Linked DNA regions of Lactuca sativa: region 2 is linked to region 1. Evidence: chromatin contacts called from public Hi-C data. All regions are on one chromosome and are shown on one strand. The core of a region is the stretch at or near the end of the contact, and the rest is flanking DNA. Distances in the headings are between cores, read along the strand shown.

What was found. Hi-C and Micro-C count contacts between places; a contact is called where the count stands out from the background.
Region 2: a Hi-C map of leaf shows a contact between it and region 1, with 9 times the contacts expected there. The contact joins the promoter of LOC111892391 here to the promoter of LOC111892399 in region 1. A contact is called at or near these places in 2 of 4 Hi-C or Micro-C datasets (both in leaf).

The regions. Positions count from the first base shown.
Region 1 is chr4:92,124,935-92,131,123 of Lsat_Salinas_v11, forward strand. It overlaps LOC111892399 (transport inhibitor response 1-like protein Os04g0395600), which reads left to right and starts at 4,888. Exons shown (of 4, transcript XM_023888449.3): 1 at 4,888-5,047; 2 at 5,229-5,779. The coding sequence starts at 5,244.
Region 2 is chr4:92,341,316-92,347,181 of Lsat_Salinas_v11, forward strand. LOC111892391 reads left to right here and starts at 1,603. Exons shown (of 1, transcript XM_023888437.2): 1 at 1,603-3,715. The coding sequence starts at 1,867. The coding sequence ends at 3,606.

The DNA of each region.
Region 1 (6,189 bases), core at 3,638-6,137:
AGGGTATCGAGTGCTTAAAGTGTTAAGAACATCTGGGTAATAATTTAGCTTTATAAAGGCTTTCAAGTTTCATCCCTTCATTTTTTGATAGAAAAACCGTGACCTCCTTGCTCTCTCTCATTCTTTCTTGTTTAGAAGATTAGAGTTCAAGTTACTTTCATCATTTTGCTCTCTTTAAACTATACTTGGATTTGGTTCAAATCTTAAGAGTTTTACTTACAAGACTAGCATCTTTTATCAAGTTGACAACTTGTTGGTGCCTCAAAGGTTCATCCATTTTCATTAACATCCAAAGCCTCCCCTAGAGAACCCAAAGATCATCAAAGGTTGTTATTATCTTTCTCTTTCTATGATTGTGCTTTTAGCTTTCCATTACTTGCAAGATGATCATTGGTGGTTTGTAACAAGCTTATTAAGTTTGAAAATTTAAGACTTATGTTTGCCAGTTTCATGAGTTTTTGAAACTATTTTTGAACTAAAACCCAACAGCACGCTCATCACATCATTTATGAGACGTTTTGGACTTTAAGATGACATGATAAAAAAGGTTAGAACATATTATATTACATTCTATTTTATAATTTTGTTTTAATATTTTTGAGAGTTTGTTAATGTTGCTAACACTTATATTTGACATGTTTTCTCCAAATATTAAATTCTTATTAATTTTTTTTTGTTCCTTTCAACACACCAAGGGTGTTAACATCTTTGATTCTTTGTACCTTTCAACACACCAATTCGTTATAGGCAACAAATTAATCTTCAAATGCTCATAACCACTTTAGATTTGTAATTGAATGTTGAAACTCTTTGGTAAGAGGCCTCATACTGAATTTGATTTATTTAGTACTAAACATTCTTCCAAAAAACATTTAAGAAGTATTGAATAGATCTTTAGTACTAGAAACAAGGAATATGTTACAAATAGAAATAATCAAAATGTTTTTTTCTCTGTTGTATCTGTAGTATGTCATCAACAAAATCTAAATTGGTTTCCTAGCAAATGTCCGATGCACATCCACACCAACATCAGACAAACATTGAACATCTGGATCCCACGTACATTCAGAGGCTCTAGAGAAAACTTTTCATATTTATACAAACTTTTTGCATATGGCACCTATCGGTTTTTGTATAGAACACAAATAATGTAAATTGATTAAATTTGAATTTCAAGGTGATTTGAAATATTTTGATTTTGACCACTTAATGAAAATAAATGAATACCTTACTTCTATAAAAACATCCCATCCAACATTGACAAAAACAATTTATTCAAACCAAATAATATTTTTGGATGACAACATATTCCTTAAGTTTCAATATTTTACTATTCATTTGATTTTCTTTCAATCCATAGAAAATCCATAGTTTTTAAGAAAATCAAACAGATCGTTAAATAACGGTAGTTGTTTAATGTGTTTATAGTAAAATATAAATACAAAATTAAAATGAATTGCAATTTCTTTTATTCTTCAAATGGAAAATTATCAAATACGAATTGTTATAGGCTTTTTATACAGTATGTTTACCAATAATAAATACGACACAAAATTTAATTAATGGTCCCCGTGGTTTTCACAAATTTGCATTTTCAAGATATATTTAAAAAGTATTACATTCATGGCCCTTGTGATTTCAAAATCATATATTGTCGGTCCTTTTGACTAACTTTGTTAGAAAAAGAGGTTAATTAACAAATAACCAATTTGCTCTTATCTATTTATTCATTTAATTATGTTTTTTCTTTTATCATTTTTTAACTAATATCAAACCCCAACATACTAATTAACCTCATACAAAAACTCTCTCATGCTTACCTTTTCTTAAAACCCGTTTGCAACTTACTCCCCTTTTTTTTTCCGGATCTGACGATGTCGATCCACCACCACCATTGCTATGGAGTACCCCATCATACTGGGAATTGATGGAAACTTGGGATTGAATTCATGGAGAGCGAAGGTATGATAAAAACAACTATCCTCCCTTTTCTCCTTTGCATTTATTATACTTGACACTGTTGAGTGGTAATTTTTGATGTATTGTGTTAGATGACATCGTTGCAAGAAGGGCGACTACCCTCCGCCTTCCCTTCCCATGTAAGATGTTTGCACATTAGTTTTTTTTTATTTCAAATTAGGCTAGGTTTTTTTGTTAATGGTTATGATTTGATTATCAAATGGATCGAAAATGATTTGGAAATTGTCTACCTGTTTAATGCTTATTCTTCTTTAATTATTTTAATTTGGAAATTGTCTACATAATGTTTCTTCTTATTTGATTAGTCTAATTTGTTTGATTAGCACATGGTTAATTTTAGTGTGATAAAAGTTGAATATTAAAAGATAAAGATTGTTAATCATGTCTAACTAACGATCTCTATGCAATTTTTTTCATCTTTTATATTTTGATTTGTGTGGCTAGTATGTGTAATCCCTATTTGGTATAATGCTTTCTTGGATCAAGGTTTGATGATTCTACTTTTAGTGATAGACTTTAATGTTGGGAAAATTAGGGTTTATGGTGGAGATCTGGATACCAACTTGGATTGTGATATCACTTTCTGAACTGATATTTCTACCCTATGTCTGGGTTACAAGAAATTCAACCTAGGATAATCCAAGTGGACACTTACGATTCTAGGCACATAAATCGTAAGCCAATATGTTAGAGGATTCTGTGAAAGTGTGATAAAACGAGAGCTTAAGATCGTCACCCTCTTCTGTAGAGGAAGAGTTGTTTATATATTAAACAAGATTAGCGTTTCATTAGGGTTGAGCCTTCATTAGTTGCTTTGGAAGCAAGTAATCTTAATTTGGATTTAATGAGGATTTAGGGTTACCAAAACTAACGAGTTTCGTTAGTTTTACCATAATCACCCTTAAGAAATTGAATTTTCCACTATGTTCTCATATGTAAAATTTGGTGAGGTTTTGGGGCAGGGGCTCTGCCCCTTGGACCCCGCTAGGGGCGCTGCCCCTAGACCCCGCCAAAGGGGTGCTGCCCCTTTGGAAACCCCGGATCCGGGGGCGCTGCCCCCGGACCCCCGACTAGTCGTCGAACCGACTTCTAATTCGATTTTATACATGCGTGCACTCCACACAACTCATTATATATATATATATATATATATATATATATATATATTAGAGTACAAATTATGAAAGCTCCTTAGCTCACATGTTAGTTCCAATTACTTAAAATGTCATGGTGACGCTAAAATCACCAACATTTTGTTTAGTTACTTAAATTTGTAAGTTTTCTTTTAGATAACAAGATATATGATGATTCATCAGATGGTGCTTTTTAATGATAGGTTGGTTTGTATAGATCAATTTACTTATCTTCATTCCTTTGAATTAATGTTCTTTGTCAACTTTTTCATAGTATATGAATGAGAATACAATTTTGACCCGATTATGTTAGGATTGTGCATGCTTAAACTAATTACTCGACAAATATATAGTTGTAAGAAATTGATTTTGTATAATTGGGTAATGTTAGATTAAAATGCCTCACTTTTTCGTGTCTAGAGATTATTAGCAAGTATGGATTGTGGGAACATGAACTAAAATGGAATCCAACAACTAATAATAGCAGATGAAGAAGCTAAACAAATTATGAATGATTCTTGAAATGATATGTATTTTTAACCCTTCAACCGTTCTTGTTTTTTTCACCATTTTGATACCTACCATGTGTGTCTAATTGAGATATTTGTTGTTAACTACTAGTTTGACTTCAAGATTCAAAATAGTCCTTTGATATTTTCAATCTTTCTTGTTTATTTTTACCATTTTATTCACTACTACAACGTTTTTGTAATGATTACAGTGCTAATTTATGTTTCCATGATTTTATAGGTTCAATTGGTTTGAACAAAGAAGATTAGGAGCTGACACTTTCCCTAAACACCTATTTAACACAAATATCATAGTCAATAACACAATGACCCCTGGATTTGCTAGGAGCAAACAACAATAAGATCTTTATGGTAAAGGAACAATCAAAAGAAGACTCTACAAGAATATTTGGTATGACATGTACTTAAAAAAGTTTCATGTTTTACAGGTAGAGCTTTAAATTGAGTCAATTTCTTAACGATGTGAAAATACATTCTAAATATATCATTGTAAATGTTTATTATTTTATGATTCTTTTGTGGTTTGTTTGTATTTTGATCACTAGTAGTATTTATTGCACTAAGTTCCTTACTAAACTTCGTTTTATGTGATATTGGTTGGATAGTAGATGTTGGTGGTATTAAATCACTAATTTCGTTACGGAAATATCGTGAGAAAATGATTTTTTCTATTTATATTTTGAAAAAACTATTGGTAAATGAAATTAAACATTATTGTATTAAACTATGCCATCAAAAAATCTTGATGTATTTTATTCTTTTTGAAATAAAAAAAAAAATCTTAAATCATTAAACTATCAAAAAAATATTTGTTATTAAAAACCCTTTTATTAACTATCAAAAAGGAATTTTGAGCTTTAATGTATCAATGTAGTTGCAAAAAATAAAAACAAAATGAAAATAAAATAAGGTTACAGAAAAGGTCCTTGTCGTATTTTATATATTTCAAATTTGATCCGAAGGTAAATCTGTTATTTAAAAAATTTAATTAGTTAGAAGTTTGTTTTAATGACTCAGGGACCAATCATGCTTGATTTTAAAACCATAGGGACCATCGATGTAATGGTTTTCGAAGATATCCTGAAAATGAATATTTCGGAAACCACAGGGACTATTCATGAAATTGTGTCTAAATACAATCGTTCAAACTTTGAGAAATGGAACAAAGTGGGTTTTAATGTAGGCAAAAAGTTTTGACGTCGTATATTTCAAATCATCCTATAGACGAGGGACTAATATCGTAACATTTATCTTTTCATCCCTCACACGCTCACATGGTTTATAATCGCCAAAAAACCTGCTAGTTTCTTCTGTGGTTTTAGAGAGAGAAAGCGACGAGAGATGGATAAAGACAACACAGAGCTCCATTAATGGCTACTTTCATCATGTAAATCAAATCCTTCGGTAAGTATATCCATTTGCTTTTGGTTTCTTTTTTATGTTCCCTTTTCCTTTCCCCATTCATTTCATTGAATCTAGAGTTGTTCCAGCTTCTTCCGTTACAAATCTTGTTAAACTCTGAAACATTCTCTTTCTCTTTCCCATGTGAATCTCACACCTAATTGGTTTTCATGGTGAAATGAAGCTATTGCAGCAGAATATGGATCCGAATCAGAAGAGAGCCAAAGTGGTTGACCGAGTTGACTCGGTCGACACCGGTGTAGCATCGTTCGAGTCGACTCGGATGTGCCCATTCCCGGATGAGGTTCTAGAACGAGTACTGTCGCTAATAGACTCCAACAAGGACCGGAGCTCGGTGTCACTGGTTTGTAAAGATTGGTACAACGCCGAGCGCTGGAGCAGGCGGCACGTGTTCATCGGTAACTGCTACTCGGTGTCGCCGGAGATTGTGGCTGCTAGGTTTCCGAGGATTCAGAGCGTTACCCTTAAGGGAAAACCCAGGTTTTCGGATTTCAATTTGGTACCAGAGGATTGGGGAGCCGACATTCAGCCATGGCTGAGTGTATTCGCTACTGCGTATCCATTCCTAGAGGAGCTCAGGCTGAAGAGAATGGCTGTTAGCGATGAGAGTTTGGAGTTTCTTGCAACGAATTTTCAAGGTTTTAAAGCCCTATCGCTACTGAGCTGTGATGGGTTCAGTACTGATGGACTAAAAGCTATTGCTACTCATTGCAAGTAAGATTTACTCTCCTATAACCTCATCAATGCCTGATTCCATTATGTTTATCGTTGGTATTGTAAAATTCTTCAAGTTTCAAACTTCATCAAATTGGGTTTTTGATTTTTGATTTTTGATCTTGAATCTTGATTTGACTTTGAATAAAACCAGATCAAACTCCGAGCTGTTTTTCCATAAAGTGTAGTTCATTTCCAATCTGATATATTGATTCCGTTGCTAATTCTTTGTAAATTAGGAATCTGGATTGTGTTTATTACTTATTAGCCAATAAAGCTTTTGATCAATGGCAGTTTCTAGAAATAGATCAATGATGAGAATGTTTTGCACAAGAAAATTATTATTTCTGTTATCATCCGAAATGAAAAGTAGAATATATATATTTAATGGACAAGAATCAAAAGAGTAA
Region 2 (5,866 bases), core at 353-2,852, 210 kb after region 1:
CGTTGGTTGCCTTATGCATGCAGATTATACAAACACTGGATCAAATAGAATTTCAAATAAATAATTCTACCCTAAGCCCACAACTAGACAAGGAACATGAAATAAGGCTAAATCAATCATTTTAAGGCTATTTGATCCTAATCGTATATAATTTTTAAACATACACTTCGCAATTAACTTTGTCAATCTAGACTCCAAGTAGCACATACATTCATTTCTTGCAATTCCTGAAGGTATCCTTAGCCCTATTCTAGCATGTAACTCACATAATAGCATAATAAACATAATTATACTCATGTATAAGTATTTGGGGAGTCACTTACTTGAGCTCGGCTGATTGCATGCATCACACCCCTTTCTTTGTAAAAATCTTTTAAGAAAAATGTGTTTTTCTTTCAAAAAGACTCATCAAGACCTTAGTTTGAATTTAGACATACCCAAGAGTGTGTCTGAATCCCTTAAACCAAGGCTCCCATACCAACTTGTAACGTCCCAAAAATACTAAATCAAAATTTTGTTTTTAAAACACCCAAATCACATAAAATTTGTTCACAAACCCAAACAGAGTAAAATTTATCTCTCAAACATCAGAGTAAATAAAAATAGATAATGTAAAAATAAACTCTAGGGGATGCGGTGTGAACAAACTGGACCCTTCCCTTTGGAACCAAAAGTAGGTGAAAACATTTGAAACATAAACCGTAAGTACAATTAAAACTGAGTGAGTTCAAAAATACCACATACCATACATAACATCGAGCCCTGCCCAACATAACCAGCCCCGTCTAACATACAAATGTGCCCCTCTCAATATACAAACAAGCCCCACCCAACACACAATGCAAGAGTCACAAAGACAACTAACATCCTACTTAATATAATGAGAAGACTCACCTCGCAACGTAATCAACAAAAATCAGCTCACCCAACCAAGTGGATACTACACACTACCTATCGAAGTACATAGGGTAAACCCTTAGTTTATCTTCTAAAACTAACATCTTTTTAAAAGTTAACCATGGTCAAAAGTCAACGGTTAAAGTTAACGACAGTTATATATATATATACATATATATATATATATATATATATATATATATATATATGCGAAAACATAAATATTTTGCGAAAACACGAAAACATATTTTATCTTATAAAAATCAAAAATATATACTTTAGAAATTAAATTCATTAGCAACATAATAATTTTACATATGAGAATGTTATGGTAATATAGATTTAAGATGATTTTAACAATCGTTTCTCTTTTTTTTTTTACGTCGTTAATCACTTTTAAATTCAAATTTTCATAATAAAAATTTCAAAAAACATATTTTGTTAATATGAAACAATTTCTCATGTATCATCGATTAATATTATGTAATTCAACATTTGGATGGATTATTGTCCAAAATATAAAGATAATATAGTACAATCTCATATGTTTTCTATGTTTTTGTATTTTCGCAAATTATTTATATTAAAGAAAATAAAAATAAAGGACAAAGAGACTTCTATGTATATTTCCTTAAAAAGTGTTAAATTTATTATCACATAACTTTAGAGACAACTCTAACCAACCCCAACTTACCATCCCACCATTTTTCATTCTTTAATGTTAAATTACCGAAGTAACCTTTCTTCGTCTACAGTACTATCAATTTATCACAAACCTCAAAGGGTAATTCAGTAAATTAGACCCTACCCTCCTCTGTTACGTATACATCGGATAAGATCTTCGGCTATGTCTCGCTCTCATTACTTCACCTTCAGAATCCTCCAACAAGTCAACCGGAATCCCAGCAACCATCACTGCAGAAACTCAGCCGGAAAATGGTTTTATTCCAAAATTAATACAACGCCGACATGGTAGAAGAGAAAGCCAACCTCGCCGGAACAAACACCGGAAATTTAAGACTCCGGCATGCGACTGATCAAATCTCTTCTCTAATCTTCCTCTCTCACTCAACCAAAGTATTTTCATCAAAATGGAAAGTGATAAGAAGCAAGCTAGACGAGATTCTCTCCATCCTCGCCTCTCTCCCTCCGGAAATTCAAGCTTCGGCCGACAACCACCCAACTCTCTCCGGCATCATACGGTCCATTAAAGAAACAACAGATTGTTCCACCAATTTGGCTCAGAAATGTATCGAACATTCCTACAGTGGGAAGCTATTAATGCAGAGTGATCTTGATATTATTTTTGTGAAATTCGACAGTAGCGTTAAGTCTTTGTCTGAATTTATTAATTCAGAGGGGCTTTTATCAAATGGTAATTACGCAATTGTCGTTTCAAGACCTCCACCCACAGCATCTAGAGATGACATCCAGTTTTATGTTAAAGATTTGTTATGTAGATTCAAGATTGGTCGCATTGAGATGAAGAAACAAGCTCTGGTTAGCTTCAATGAAGTCATTCAAGAAGATGAAAGGTATGTAAAAATCGCAATGGAAATTGACGGGCTTGTTCATGTTCTAATGAAGTTCCTGAATTCAAAAGAAATCGAAATTCAAGAAGAGGCCTTAAAATCGGTGGCTACGCTTTCTGGGTTTGATTCATACAAGAGTCTTTTGGTAGGAACCGGTGTCATTTCCCCATTGATTAGAGTTTTGGAGACTGGAAGTGATTTGGGGAAAGAACTGTCCACCAGGTGTTTGATGAAAGTCACTGCAAATTCCGATAACGCATGGTCCGTTTCCGCTCATGGTGGGGCATCTGCATTATTAAAGATTTGTGGGAGTGGTTGTGATGATGCTGCTGGTGGAGAATTGGTAGGTTTAGCATGTGGGGTGTTGCGAAATCTCATAGGTGTTGATGAAATTAAAAGATTTGTTGTTGAAGAAGGCGTAATACCAATGTCCATCAAGCTTGTTAAGTCCAAAAACGAAGCTTCTCAAATAAGTGCCATCGACTTCATTCAAGTTTTGGCTTCTGGGAACGAATTTATAAGAGGTTTGATTGTAAACGAAGGTGGGATTCGTGTTCTTGTTCGTGTACTCGATCCAAAATCTTCATATTCATCCAAATCCCGAGAGAAATCCATGAGGGCTTTAATAATCCTATGTTCAGATTCAATTGGGTACATAAACAGTTTGAAAAATTACAACTTTATCGATCATATACTTTATTTTCTTAAAAACGGTGAGGTTTCAATCCAAGAATCAGCCTTGAGAGCTGCGTTTTGGTTATGTGGGTCTTCTGATGAGTTCAAGAAAGCCATGGGTGATGCAGGATTCATGCCAGAAATGGTGAAATTTCTTGATGCGAAGTCGTTTGAGGCACGAGAAATGGCTTCAGAGACACTTTTCCGATTGGTGGTTGTGCCTAGAAACCAAAAAAGATTCGTGCAAAATGATCAAAATGTGAACTTTCTTCTACAATTGGTCAATCCAGATGAAGGGAATTCAGGTAATAGAAAGAATCTACTTTCTATAATCATGTCATTGACTTTCTGTAATGATGGCAGAAAGAAAATTTTAAGCTCTGGGTATTTGAAAAATATTGAAAAACTTGCTGAGGATCAAGTTTTAGATGCTAAAAAGATTGTTAGGAATTTGTCATCGAATCGGTTCCGAAGCATGATCAGGGGAATTTGGCATTCTTGAATTGTGTAATTCATTTGTTAATTGATGTTAATTGCATGTAAATCTTGAATTTTTGACTTTTGTATTGTTTTTGCCTAAAAGAAAATAATGAATATTTTAGGTTTTTTTATCTTTTGAGTTTGTATCCATTTGTTAGAATTCCCAATAAAAGTAGCATGATGTTATCAAGATTATGAAAGGGCTAATGTCACCCACCATTGTACAATAAGGCAAACACAAGAAACAGCAACTTATCATTTATTTATTTGTTATAGTATCATATATTTATTTCTTTTTAAAGTTAGATCCAAGAAATAACAACTTATTTTTGTTAATTTTTTTTTTTTTAAATATTCCAGCACTAGTTGTGACACCCGTATGTTATACGGGTTTATTAAAATAAAAAAATTAAATATAAAGGTTTAAACAAAAAAATATTTAAATTTAAAATTTAAAATGAAGCATATTCAATGATATGAGTTGTAATATTGTAATTTAATTATTATTTTCAAATAAGGCAATTAATAATTGATGTTTAAATATGATGTGTTAATTAAAAAAAAAGATAAACAATGAGAAAATGACACATGGAAAAAAACATTTATTCAAAAATACCAAAAAATGACATGTGTCCAAGTTAATAAGAGAGTGACATGTGGCAAAATTATTTTCATTTATTAGGGAGGATGTTATTTTCATTTCCTTATATTGCAACATTGTATTTTGAAAAATATACTTGGTAATAACAATGTTATTTATATAGGGATTTTTTTAATATCTGTCCTAATGACAAATATAAGAAGTATTAATTATAAAAAATATTAACATAATTAAATATGAAATATATTAATTATGGAGATTATTAATGAATTTTACATTTATTTATGATAATATTTCTTATAATTAACGCAATTCAAATTTAATTATAGTCATAGTTGTCATTAATTAATAATTCTTATATGTGCGTTTAGGACGCATATTATAAAATCTCATTTATATATACAAACAACTTTTACTTCTGTAATTAAATATGTTTGTTAAATGTTAAAGTTCTAATAATAATAAAAAAAGAATACAACAATGGGCGTGTTTGGCACGGAGCTTTTGGAAGCGTTTGGGAGCTTCTATCTTTTAGCTTTTGATAAAACGCTCTAGTTTAAACTAAAAGCTTCGTTTGGCAGTACGAGCGTTTAGCTTTTAGTTTTAACAAAACGTTCCGATTTTAAAAGCTACTTGATGTAGCGTTTAACAAAACGCTCCTGAGCTTTTGAAATCAATTTCCATAATTACCCTTAAAAATATATTTATATATTTATTTATTTTTAATCAATTGTCCTTTTATGTAATTTTATATATTTCAAAAGCTTTCAGCTACTTTTACCAAACATTCATATAACAAATAAAAGCTACAGCTTCCCGCTACCAACTACATGCTAAACGCTACCAGCTACCCGCTAACCGCTATCCGCTTCCAGCTAACAGCTACTTTTGCCAAACACGCCGAATGTAATAATTGGATGGGTTTTCAACCAAACCATGCTTAAACATAAATTAAAAAGATAATGTCGTAACATAATTGAATAGAAGTAGGATATTATAATGAAAAAATAAATAAGAGTGTTTAGCCATTTTTTTGTTACAACATTATAACTCCAATTTATTTATTATCAAGTCGTTGCAGTTTTAAGAACCTAATTGAACTTTTTAATATTTTATTTGCATTAAATTTAAAAAAATCTATCCAATTAGTGAAAATTGATCTGAAATAGATTTTTAAAACCACAATAGTGTAAATAGAAGAAAACGACAATGTAAATATGTTCATGTTAGCATAAATATATATTATAAAAACTAAATTACAAAAACTTAATGATCGTTAAAAACACTAATCTTGTCATTATCTTTAGATTAGGACATTAGAGGGCACATGGTGGGGGAGATATGTAGTTTTGTAGGACGAAGGACATGTGAGAGATGTAGCGATCAACATTTTGTCTACCTTCCGATGATGTACAAGTGACACTGCAGAGAGTACCATCAATAATACCAGTCGTTCTGTCCTTTTTTGTCTTTTCCATATTGTTATAGAGTATTGGAATATGTGGGCATTAAATTGTTTCCACTATGGGACGATACATGCACATCTCTCTGATTTCGCAGAATAAATACATCCCTGCACAAAATAAAGTATTTATTAGATTTTAGACGAAATGATATGAATTAAAAAATGATATAATTTAATATTTTTATAATTTATTGATTTGTATGGTTTCTAATGTCG